3 separate regions of the Ovis aries genome follow, and all the other regions are linked to region 3. A link is a contact called in public Hi-C data. All regions are on one chromosome and are shown on one strand. Each heading gives the region's core, a stretch centred on a gene start, on an enhancer-like site or on the middle of the called end of the contact. The rest is flanking DNA. Distances are from core to core; before and after follow the strand shown.

Evidence for each region. A called contact is a pair of places that touch in the nucleus more often than the background predicts.
Region 1: a Hi-C map of liver shows a contact between it and region 3, with 2.8 times the contacts expected there. The contact joins the promoter of CDK19 here to the enhancer-like site in region 3. A contact is called at or near these places in 2 of 16 Hi-C or Micro-C datasets (liver and skin fibroblasts).
Region 2: a contact with region 3 is called in a Hi-C map of liver, with 3 times the contacts expected there. The contact joins two enhancer-like sites. A contact is called at or near these places in 3 of 16 Hi-C or Micro-C datasets (hypothalamus, liver and skin fibroblasts).

What each region holds. Positions count from the first base shown.
Region 1 is chr8:26,792,563-26,795,675 of ARS-UI_Ramb_v3.0, forward strand. It overlaps CDK19 (cyclin dependent kinase 19), which reads left to right and starts at 1,273. Exons shown (of 13, transcript XM_004011205.5): 1 at 1,273-1,683. The coding sequence starts at 1,556.
Region 2 is chr8:27,026,329-27,029,423 of ARS-UI_Ramb_v3.0, forward strand. No RefSeq gene overlaps it. Among named protein-coding and RNA genes, the nearest start is that of SLC22A16, 31 kb to the right of the region's middle. Within about 2 kb of position 1,838, at least 3 of the 54 cell types and tissues checked have an H3K27ac peak or open chromatin away from gene starts, as enhancers often do. A contact at or near this core is called in liver, where this site is marked.
Region 3 is chr8:26,906,054-26,909,092 of ARS-UI_Ramb_v3.0, forward strand. The region is part of intron 2 of CDK19 (cyclin dependent kinase 19); the gene reads left to right. Among named protein-coding and RNA genes, the nearest start is that of CDK19, 110 kb to the left of the region's middle. Within about 2 kb of position 1,453, at least 9 of the 54 cell types and tissues checked have an H3K27ac peak or open chromatin away from gene starts, as enhancers often do. A contact at or near this core is called in liver, where this site is marked.

The DNA.
Region 1 (3,113 bases), core at 23-2,522, 110 kb before region 3:
CTGCTCTATGTAAGTCCTGCTGCTGCCAAGTCGCTTCAGTCGTGTCCGACTCTGTGCGACCCCAGAGACGGCAGCCCACCAGGCTCCCCCATCCCTGGGATTCTCCAGGCAAGAACACTGGAGTGGGTTGCCATTTCCTTCTCCAATGCATGAAAGTGAAAAGTGAAAGTGAAGTTGCTCAGTCATGTCCGACTTAGCGATCCCAAGGACTGCAGCCTGCCAGGCTCCTCCATCCATGGGATTTTCCAGGCAAGAGTACTGGAGTGGGGTGCCATTGTCCTATTCTAGCACTAACCAGGTTTAAGATTGTATCACAAACATCTGATACATTTTATGCACAAGACTTTCTTGAACATTCTAGGAAAACGTCACTATTATGCAAAAATCATAAAAAAACAAAACCCCTCAACCGTCCAACCCAAATGATTGTTTTCAAACGCTGCATCCCGCAGGTACTTTTATTGTCCTTAGACAGATGGCCAAAACCTTGGCTATATATGCTAGGAAGAAACCATGATTAGAATGCTAAGAAAACGAAGACTTGCTGCTGAGGCGCGAAAGTTCTCTGGTTGACGCTAGAACGAGGAAACCGCTGAATGTTCAGCTTTTGAAATACGGTTTTTGCATCGTAAAGAAAAAAGATTAACCTATCAGGAAGAATCGAGCACATCCAATTACCAATCAAGAGCCGGAAAGAAGCCAAAGCCAGGGGATACCCACGCATCAACGAGGACGTCATTCTCTCTTCTTCGCCAATAAGCAGTTGGATGGGGCGGGGCAAGAGGCGGGCCAATGGCCATAAAAAACAAACAACAATCTTCAGTACAACTGCCTTAGCCACAGTCCTTGCCTAGCAAACCTCTGGAGCAAACTCCTGGGCAAGGCGCTTGTTAAATACTTTCCGCTCTCCTTCTCGCCCGGGGACATTTTTAATAGAGTACTTTCCTTACATCAGAACAAGGGCCTTCTTTCCACCAGCTCCCACAGACTCGCAGAAAGCACACTGCAACTTTGCGCTTTCTACCTTCGCAGGAACTGGCAGTCCAGCGCTACCTGAGGTGGGGGCGGCCTCAGTGCGCAGGCGTGCGTGCCTCCTGGAGGCGGGGCTATAGCGACCCATGTCAGCATGGGAGTTGTATTTCTTTTGGCCGCAAAACTCAATCATCTCGGAGGCAAAGGAACTACATTTCCCGGGAGTCTCCGCAACTTCGGGGCGGGCGGGCTGATTCGTTAATGAGCTCGAGGAAGCCGCGGCGCGGCCCACCAGGTTCCAAAACAAGGAAATGAAGGGGGGAGGCGGGACTGGGGGTGCCTGCGGGAGCTGCTGCCGCCGCCGCCGCCGCCGCGGAGGAGGAGGAGGTGGAGGAGGTGGCTGCAGCGGCCGCCGAGAAGTCCCTTGCTGAAGGCGAATCGCGGGGCGGCGGGCGGCGCGCGCGCGCGCGCCCGAGAGGTGGCTGTTGGAGAAGTGGAGCGGCGGTCGCGGGGGGAGGAGGAGGAGGAGGGACTGAGCGGCGGCGGCCCCCGCGTCCCGGTGCCTCTATGGGGAAAGCAGACAATGGATTATGATTTCAAGGCGAAGCTGGCGGCGGAGCGGGAGCGGGTGGAGGATTTGTTTGAGTACGAAGGGTGCAAAGTGGGACGCGGCACCTACGGGCACGTCTACAAGGCGAGGCGAAAAGATGGGTAAGAGCAGGGGCGGGGGGAGAAGGCTTGCTCGGGTCCTCGCTAGCTCGCGCCCTCGCGGGATGGGTGGGTCGAAGCCCAGTCGGGCCGTGCCCGGGCTGGGGGCGAGGCGGAGGTGGTCTCGGGGCTGCGTCCCGGGGCAGACTCTCAGGGACGCGGGTTTTGCCAGACCCCAGCATCGCGCCCGTCGAACTCCCGCGGCGCAGCCTGGTTGGGGGGCGTAGGTCTGGTCCCGAAGGGCGCTCTCCGCGTGCCAGGAGCTGGCGGCGGGACTCGAGTTGGGACCTCGGTTGGAGGTGGAGTTTGGGAGGAGGGGTGTCTGGTCTCCAGGGGAGACGCGGAGGGCTGGGAGAGCTCCGCCGAGGAGTTGCCGCTCCGGCCCTGGGCTGCTGGTGACGGTCGTGGTGGAACTTCCAATCGGCTGAGCGCCTCCCGGGGGCGGCGGTTTGAAACCTCGCGGAGCAGTCTGTCGGGCGGCCCAGAGCACCTGGGTCCTCGCCAGCCTCACCGGTGTGAGCCGTTGGGCACCTTGGCCCTAGGGGTCAGCCAGCCTGGTGGTCCTCGGCGCGATCCCTTCTGTCCCTGTCGTGTGCCTGGCGGCCACTTCTTCACGCCGCTTCGCCAGGCTGCGAGTTCTCTTTCTTCCATTCTCAATTTCCAGTTCCGCACCTTCCCCTCGAATGTAGGACCTTCTGAGAGACGAACCGCGTTTTGCTGGCAGAACTTCCTAGTTCGTTCTTGTACCTCATCTCGCCGCACCTTGGGTATTCTTACGTCCTCCACTCCATCCCTGCCAGACGACTGCGTGCTGAGGTTTTTCGGGCACCTAAATTATCCAGAACGGAATTCGAGTGACACAATGCTGGGCCTGAATCTTTGTTTTCCTGGGCGGTGAGAGAGAATTTTAGGGACCCCTTAGTAGGCTCTTACTAATTGTTCTCTTAGGAGAAGAAGAGCTGGACGTTATATTGAAAAACGCCTGTCCTTCGTCCTGGAGGGCACGAGGCTCGTACTCCGGGACAGGTGGAACCAGTTCCCTGCCTGAGAAGGGTGGGTTTAAGTCAGTCGTCACCTTAAGGCCCATCCTGGCAGGAATTCCCCTTCCCCAGAGTTAGGGAGCCCAGGAACATTTGCCTGTCCCGCCTAAACTTTAAAGACGATCAAACTGTGGAAGAGAGTTTTTAGGATCGTAGCGAAACATTTCTGAATGAACTGATTATCAGCCATAACGACGATGGAAAGATCTGAAGTGCTGCTTATCGTTCTGCGCACGCTTTTGTAATTGACATGGCTGATTGATGGACTCTAGGATCAAAGTAGTAGTAGTGTGTGGGTGTGTGTGGGCGCTTGCTTGCTTGCTGATTTCATACAGGGAAGGAGCAAGCACAACTTTATAAACTGTTTTATCATGAAGGATGGTGAAAACTACA
Region 2 (3,095 bases), core at 588-3,087, 120 kb after region 3:
GAGGTCACGGCCTGGAGGATACCTTGACTGCAGCCTTGTGAGCCTCTAAGCTGAGGTGTCACCCACCCATTCCTGGACTCCTGTGTTAGTCATTCAGTCATGGCCAACTCTGTGTGACTTCATGGGCTGTAGACCCCTAGATTCCTCTGCCCATGGAATTCTCCAGGCAAGAATATTGGAGTGAGTAACCACTCTCTTCTCCAGGGGATCTTCCCAACCCAGGAATAGAACCCAGGTTTCCTGCATTGCAAATGGATTCTTTACTGTCTGAGCTACCAGGACTCCTGACCCACAGAAATAGTGAGGTAACAAAATGTATGTTATTTTAAGCCCCTAAGTTGGTGTTTGGAGAAGGCAGCGGCACCCCACTCCAGTACTCTTGCCTGGAAAAACCCATGGACGGAGGAACCTGTTAGGCTGCAATCCATGGGGTCGCTAGGAGTCGGACACGACTGAGCAACTTCATTTTCACTTGTCACTTTCATGCATTGGAGAAGGAAATGGCAACCCACTCCAGTGTTCTTGCCTGGAGAATCCCAGGGATGGGGGAGCCTGGTGGGCTGCCGTCTCTGGGGTCACACAGAGTCAGACACGACTGAGGTGACTTAGAAGCAGCAGTAGCAAGTTGGTGTTAATGTTGTTGCTCTGCAATTGATAACTAGTACAATTATCTTTTAGAAGTTTTATAATTTTAACTCTTAGGTTTAGGTCTTCAATCTATTTGCAGTTAATTTTTATAGATGGTGCGAGGTAAGGATCTTTCTCTTTTTTCTTTCAATTTCTTTTTTTCATATGGCTAATCCAACTATTCTATCATCAATTGTTAAAAATACTATCCTCTGCCCACTGAATTGCCCTGGGATCTCTGTCAAAGGACACCTGACTGTACATATGAGAATCTATTTCTGAACTTTCTGTTCAGTTGTTCTAGTTACCTTTACACCAATGTACTCTGTCTTAATTCCTGTAGTTATATATTTTTTAAATTCCAGTATTTGTATAAATAATTCTTAAACTCCTTCAACTCTGTCTTTCAAAGACTTTTGGCTATTCTAAGTGCTTTGCGTTTCCATGTAAACTTTAGAAAGTAGGTTCATCACGATACAAGAGCACCTCCTTTTCTTGCCCTGTTGCCCCACAAGTACCACAGCCTCTGCCTTGAGCTTCCTCAGCCCTAAATTACTTACCTATGTCCCACGATTTCAGGGGACACTTATCAAGCTCTTTGAGAGATTTCCTGGACGTTCCTCTTCTTAGGGTCGTAAGAAGGTGCCATTACCTTCGGAAGATAGTAGCCATTCTTGCCAAGAAACCCTTTCCACCAGCCCACTCAGTGGAGCTCCAGGTGGAGAATCACCGGACTGCTTTATGTCTCCAGTGTGGGTTGTATTCCTGCCCTGCTGTGTTGAACATCTTCATCCTGGTCTGTCCCAAAACTTGATTGGTGTGCCAGACAGTTATCATATCTTTGCATCTTACTCAAACCCCCAATTTAACATTTTGTTATACATTTTAGATAAATTATAAAACATTTAAATAATTTCATCTGGCATTTTTTGTTTTATAGGCAGAGAGTCGTCCAGGGAATCAAGTGTGCAATACTGCCAGAGACAGGAAAGTGAAAGCGTTAGTTGCTCAATCGTGTCCGACTCTTTGTGACCCCAGGGACTGCAGGCCGCCAGGCTCCACTGTCCGTGGAATTCTTACTTGGAGAGGTAGGAGAAATAGAGGAGGACTTTGCCTTCTGAATATATTGGAAGGAAGAGAAATAAGTGCTCAGAACCCAATAAACCTGAATTTTTCCAAGTTCTTTTCAACCCTTAAAGGTAGCTCTTGTTAGGGCTAAGCCCCAGCTCCCAGCTGGGCAGTGTTATGCAGCAGCATTTAAATGAGAGATGAGCAGTCCTAACCACATGCTGGTTCTGAGGCAGTTTCATACAAAATGACTACATAAATCCAGGTGAGTGCTTGTTAAACACACAGTTACACACCCACAGAGCTGGGCTGAACACACGTAGGCAGGAAGAAGCACAACAGGCATGGTTTCTTAGGATTAATAACACGGCTATCAAAGAAACAGAGGATCTCCCCTCTTGTCATTTTTAAGTTTTCTTAAAAAACCAATTGGTCTTTTCTTAAAAGACCAATATTTATGCTGAAATGTCTTCACAGATTGGGGCACATTTTTATTAAAACAAATTAATACACCACAGATGTAGTACATATACGTATGTACCCTGATTTGGGCCAGTATTATGTTCTATAAGCATGTAGCACAGATCCAAGGAAAAAATTCTGAACTAGTAATTTACTTGAGTTTTTAAAACTTGCTGATGGGGGAAATAATGAAAATAGTAGCAACAGAAATGTAGATAGTAAAGGTAGCATTTGGTCAGTGGAGGAAAAAAATGCATTAGTCAGTAGATGGGCTTGAGACAATTGGCAGTCATTTGGAAGAATGTAGTATCCCTAACCTCACTCTTCATTACCAATAAAGATTTCCAGTAAAGTTTTATATATGAGTAAAATCATAAACCAACCAGCAAAGCTTAAGATGCCAGAAGGAAACATGTATGTAAGTATGTGTGTGTCTTTTTGCATGAACACATACATATAATCATGATCAAAATTTTGCAGCACCCAAGAATGTTAGGTGAAAAATAAACATCTCCTTTCTGACCTAAACCCCATGTTCTATTTCTCAGGAGAAACCAATCTGTCAGTTTCTTGTGTAAATATTCTGTATATGTTTAGGCAGACGTATTCGGGCTTCCCTGAGGGCTCAGCGGTAAAGACTCTGCCTGCAATGCAGGAGACACAGGAGATGTGGGTTTCATCCCTGGGTCGGGAAGATCCCCTAGAGGAGAAAATGGCAACCCACTTCTGCATTCTTGCCTGAAATATCCCATGGACAGAGGAGCCTGGTGGACTGCAGTCTAAAAGGATCTCAAAGAGTCAGACATGGCTGAGCGCATACATGTATACCTTTTATTAAAAGACATTCATATTAGACAAAAAGAATCCTATCCACTTTTTCACATTATATCTTGAACTTCTATTTAGTACATATTGTTCTACTTATTCATTATTAATGA
Region 3 (3,039 bases), core at 203-2,702:
CTAGTGATCCTGGAGAACCTCACTGGGGACACTTCGGCATGGCCTGCAAGCATCCTCATTATGTGGCCTTTGCCTTACTGCTTGCTTTAATTCCTCAGTTCTGTCCCTAGTGACAGAGATGATCAGTTTTGTATTTTTTTTTATTACTGTATAGCTGACGTACAATATTATATAGGTTACCAGTGTACAGTATAGTGATTCACAATTTTAAAAGGTTATACTCCATTTATAGTCATTATAAAATTTTGGCTGCATCCTCCATGTTGTTCAGTACCTCCTTGTAGCTTCATTTGCACCTAGCAATTTGTGCCTCTTAATCCCGTATCCCTATATTGACCGCCCCCCTCCACTGGCTACCACTAGTTTGTTCTCTTTACCTGTGAGTCTGCTTCTTTTTGTTCTGCTCACTAGTTTGCTGTATTTTTTAGATTCCACATGTAAGCGATGCATACAGTATTTGTCTTCCTCTGACCTATTTCACTTAGCATAATGTCCTCCAGGTCCAGCCACGTTGCTGCAAATGGCAAAATTTCCTTCTTTTTTTATGCTTGTAGTCTGCATTTCGAAACACCAAACACCATTTCTGATTGTTGAGTGAAAAATGAATTAGGAGAGGGAATAAAACAAACATAGTTTGCTATTTCTTACTCTCTGCTTGCCTTCACACAGATATTTAGTGATTTATAAAGACCTGTAGGGTTGGAATTCTCTGGTGGTACAGTGTTTAGGACTACACACTTTCATTGCAGTGGTTTTGGGTTCAGTCCCCAGTCAGGGAACTAAGATCCCAAATACCATGTCACATTCCCCCTGCCAAAAAAAAAAAAAAGACCAGAAGGGTAGAAAAAGTATAATAGGTATGCAGAAATTGCAAGTGTATATTGCTATACAGGGCAATTTTGGGGATTAGGGGAAATTTTCTAGTAAATGCATGGTGTTGCAAACTTTACACTCTTCCCTCGTGTATTTCATAGAAAAGGTAACCTGAATGGCAGTTGCTAAAAAAAAATCAAATATAAGATTACTATCGGATCCAGCAATTCTACTTTTTGGGTATATTTTAAAAATTGAAAGCAAGGAGTCAATAGATGTTTGTACATCGGTCTTCAAGGCAGTGTTATTCATAATAACCAAGGGTGAAATCAACCCAAATGTCCATAGGATGATGGGAGGGATGAATGAATAAGCAAATATGGTATATGCATACAATGAAATATTATTAATACATACCCTTAAAAAGAAAGGGAATTCTTTCCTACGTGGATACATCCACACAACATGGATGAATCTTGAAGACACGTGAAGTGAAGGAAGCCAGACACAAAAGAACAAATATTGAACAACTGCATTTATATGAAGTACTTGGCATCATCAGATTTCTAGAGACAGAAAGCAGAACGGGAGGAGATGGGAATGGGAGATACCGTGGCATGGGCAGAGCGCCAGTCTGTGATGATGAAAGGCTCTAGAGGAGGGATCGAGGGGTGGTTCTGGAACACAGTGTACTTAATGCCTCTGAGCTACATACTTAAAAATAGTCAGAATGGTAACTTTTATGTCTATTTTACCACAAAAAAGTGACCTGGAAATACCTTGGAGTTGTAAGAAAGAACCAGAAAGGTTCCTATAAGCTAATACTGTGCTGGATAATGAAAGATTTACAAGCAAGTAAAACATAAGTGCTATCTTTTGTGTAAATATTCACTTGCTTTCATTTGCATAAATGGTTGGAAGACTCACCAAGCAACTAAAAAAAGTTCCTTCTAGGAGGGAGGCCAGCCTGTGGTCCCTGGGGGACGGAGTGGTGATGAGGCATTTCAATGTGTTTCCTTTAACGCACATTTGAGTTTTGAACTGTGTAGATGTATTAGATGTATTACCTATTCCAAATAATGTTTCAACATGGAACTTAAGGTGGAGTCACTGTAGAGAGATCAGTAATTTGTAGTCACAAAAAAGCCTAACTTTCTAGAGGTGTTGATTAAATACTGCTACGTGTGACATGCCCTCTCCCAGACAGGTGGAGTCCAGGGTTCAGGGGTCTGTGCCAGTGTTTGGTGTTTTGGGAGCTTGGTTTAGGTGTAGAAGTGAGTTTTACCTTTCCTTCCCCTGCAGGCAGGAAAGAGGACATATTCTGGATAGACATTTAATAAAGTCAAACTCTCTAATTTAATATTTTTCTCTGCCTCGTTCATCTGTTTGTATGTCTGTCTTCCCTTCTGCATTGTGGGAACAGATGACAAGGACTTTATCTGAACTGGAAAAAGCATGGACTTTGGAATCAGGCAGAACTATTTAAATCCAAACCTCTTCTCTTTCTAGTGTTTGACTTTGGTCAAGTTACTTTTTAACACTGAACCCGAGCTTCTGTGTGCATCGTAGGGTTGTTGGAAGGATTAAGTGAGAGAAAAAACAAGTACATAAAATCACCTTGCACATAGAAATTATTCAGTACAAGCTTTGTCCCCTCTTCCTTTGTGTATTTTCCACGGAGCTTTACATTTAAAAGGCATTTGAAGTATTTAACAAATTGAGTGTGTTTATACCTATTAAGTCTGAACCCTGGTTAAGGACGGTGTGAGGCGGGCATATTTAGAAGACTTCCACCTTGAGCAGCTAATGTTATTGTTGCTTAATATTTTATCAAGCAACTGCCTGTTATGGGCCAAGAACTAAGTTTTCACTTGCTGATATGGTCTATCTTTCCTTCTTATTATCAGAGTCCAGCTTGAAGCTTCTGCTTTGTGAAAGGCCTAGTCTTTTCTCTTTTTATAGGGCCTCTTTTCTATACCAGTTTTATCAGTGGGTGTGAGACTCATTCTGTTATGCTCTCTACTCTTCTGAAAAACCTGTCTCAGGCTCTTGGCATGGGTAAATTAGCTAGGGATTGTTAAACATCTTTCCGCCTTTTGTCAAATTGAGCACATACTATGTTGGAGTGGATATAAACAGTATTCCTGCTTCCCTAGAAGCTTTTCCTCTAGTCAAAAAAAAAAAAAATTACACACATGCCAAAATACACTTCATTATTTAGCAATA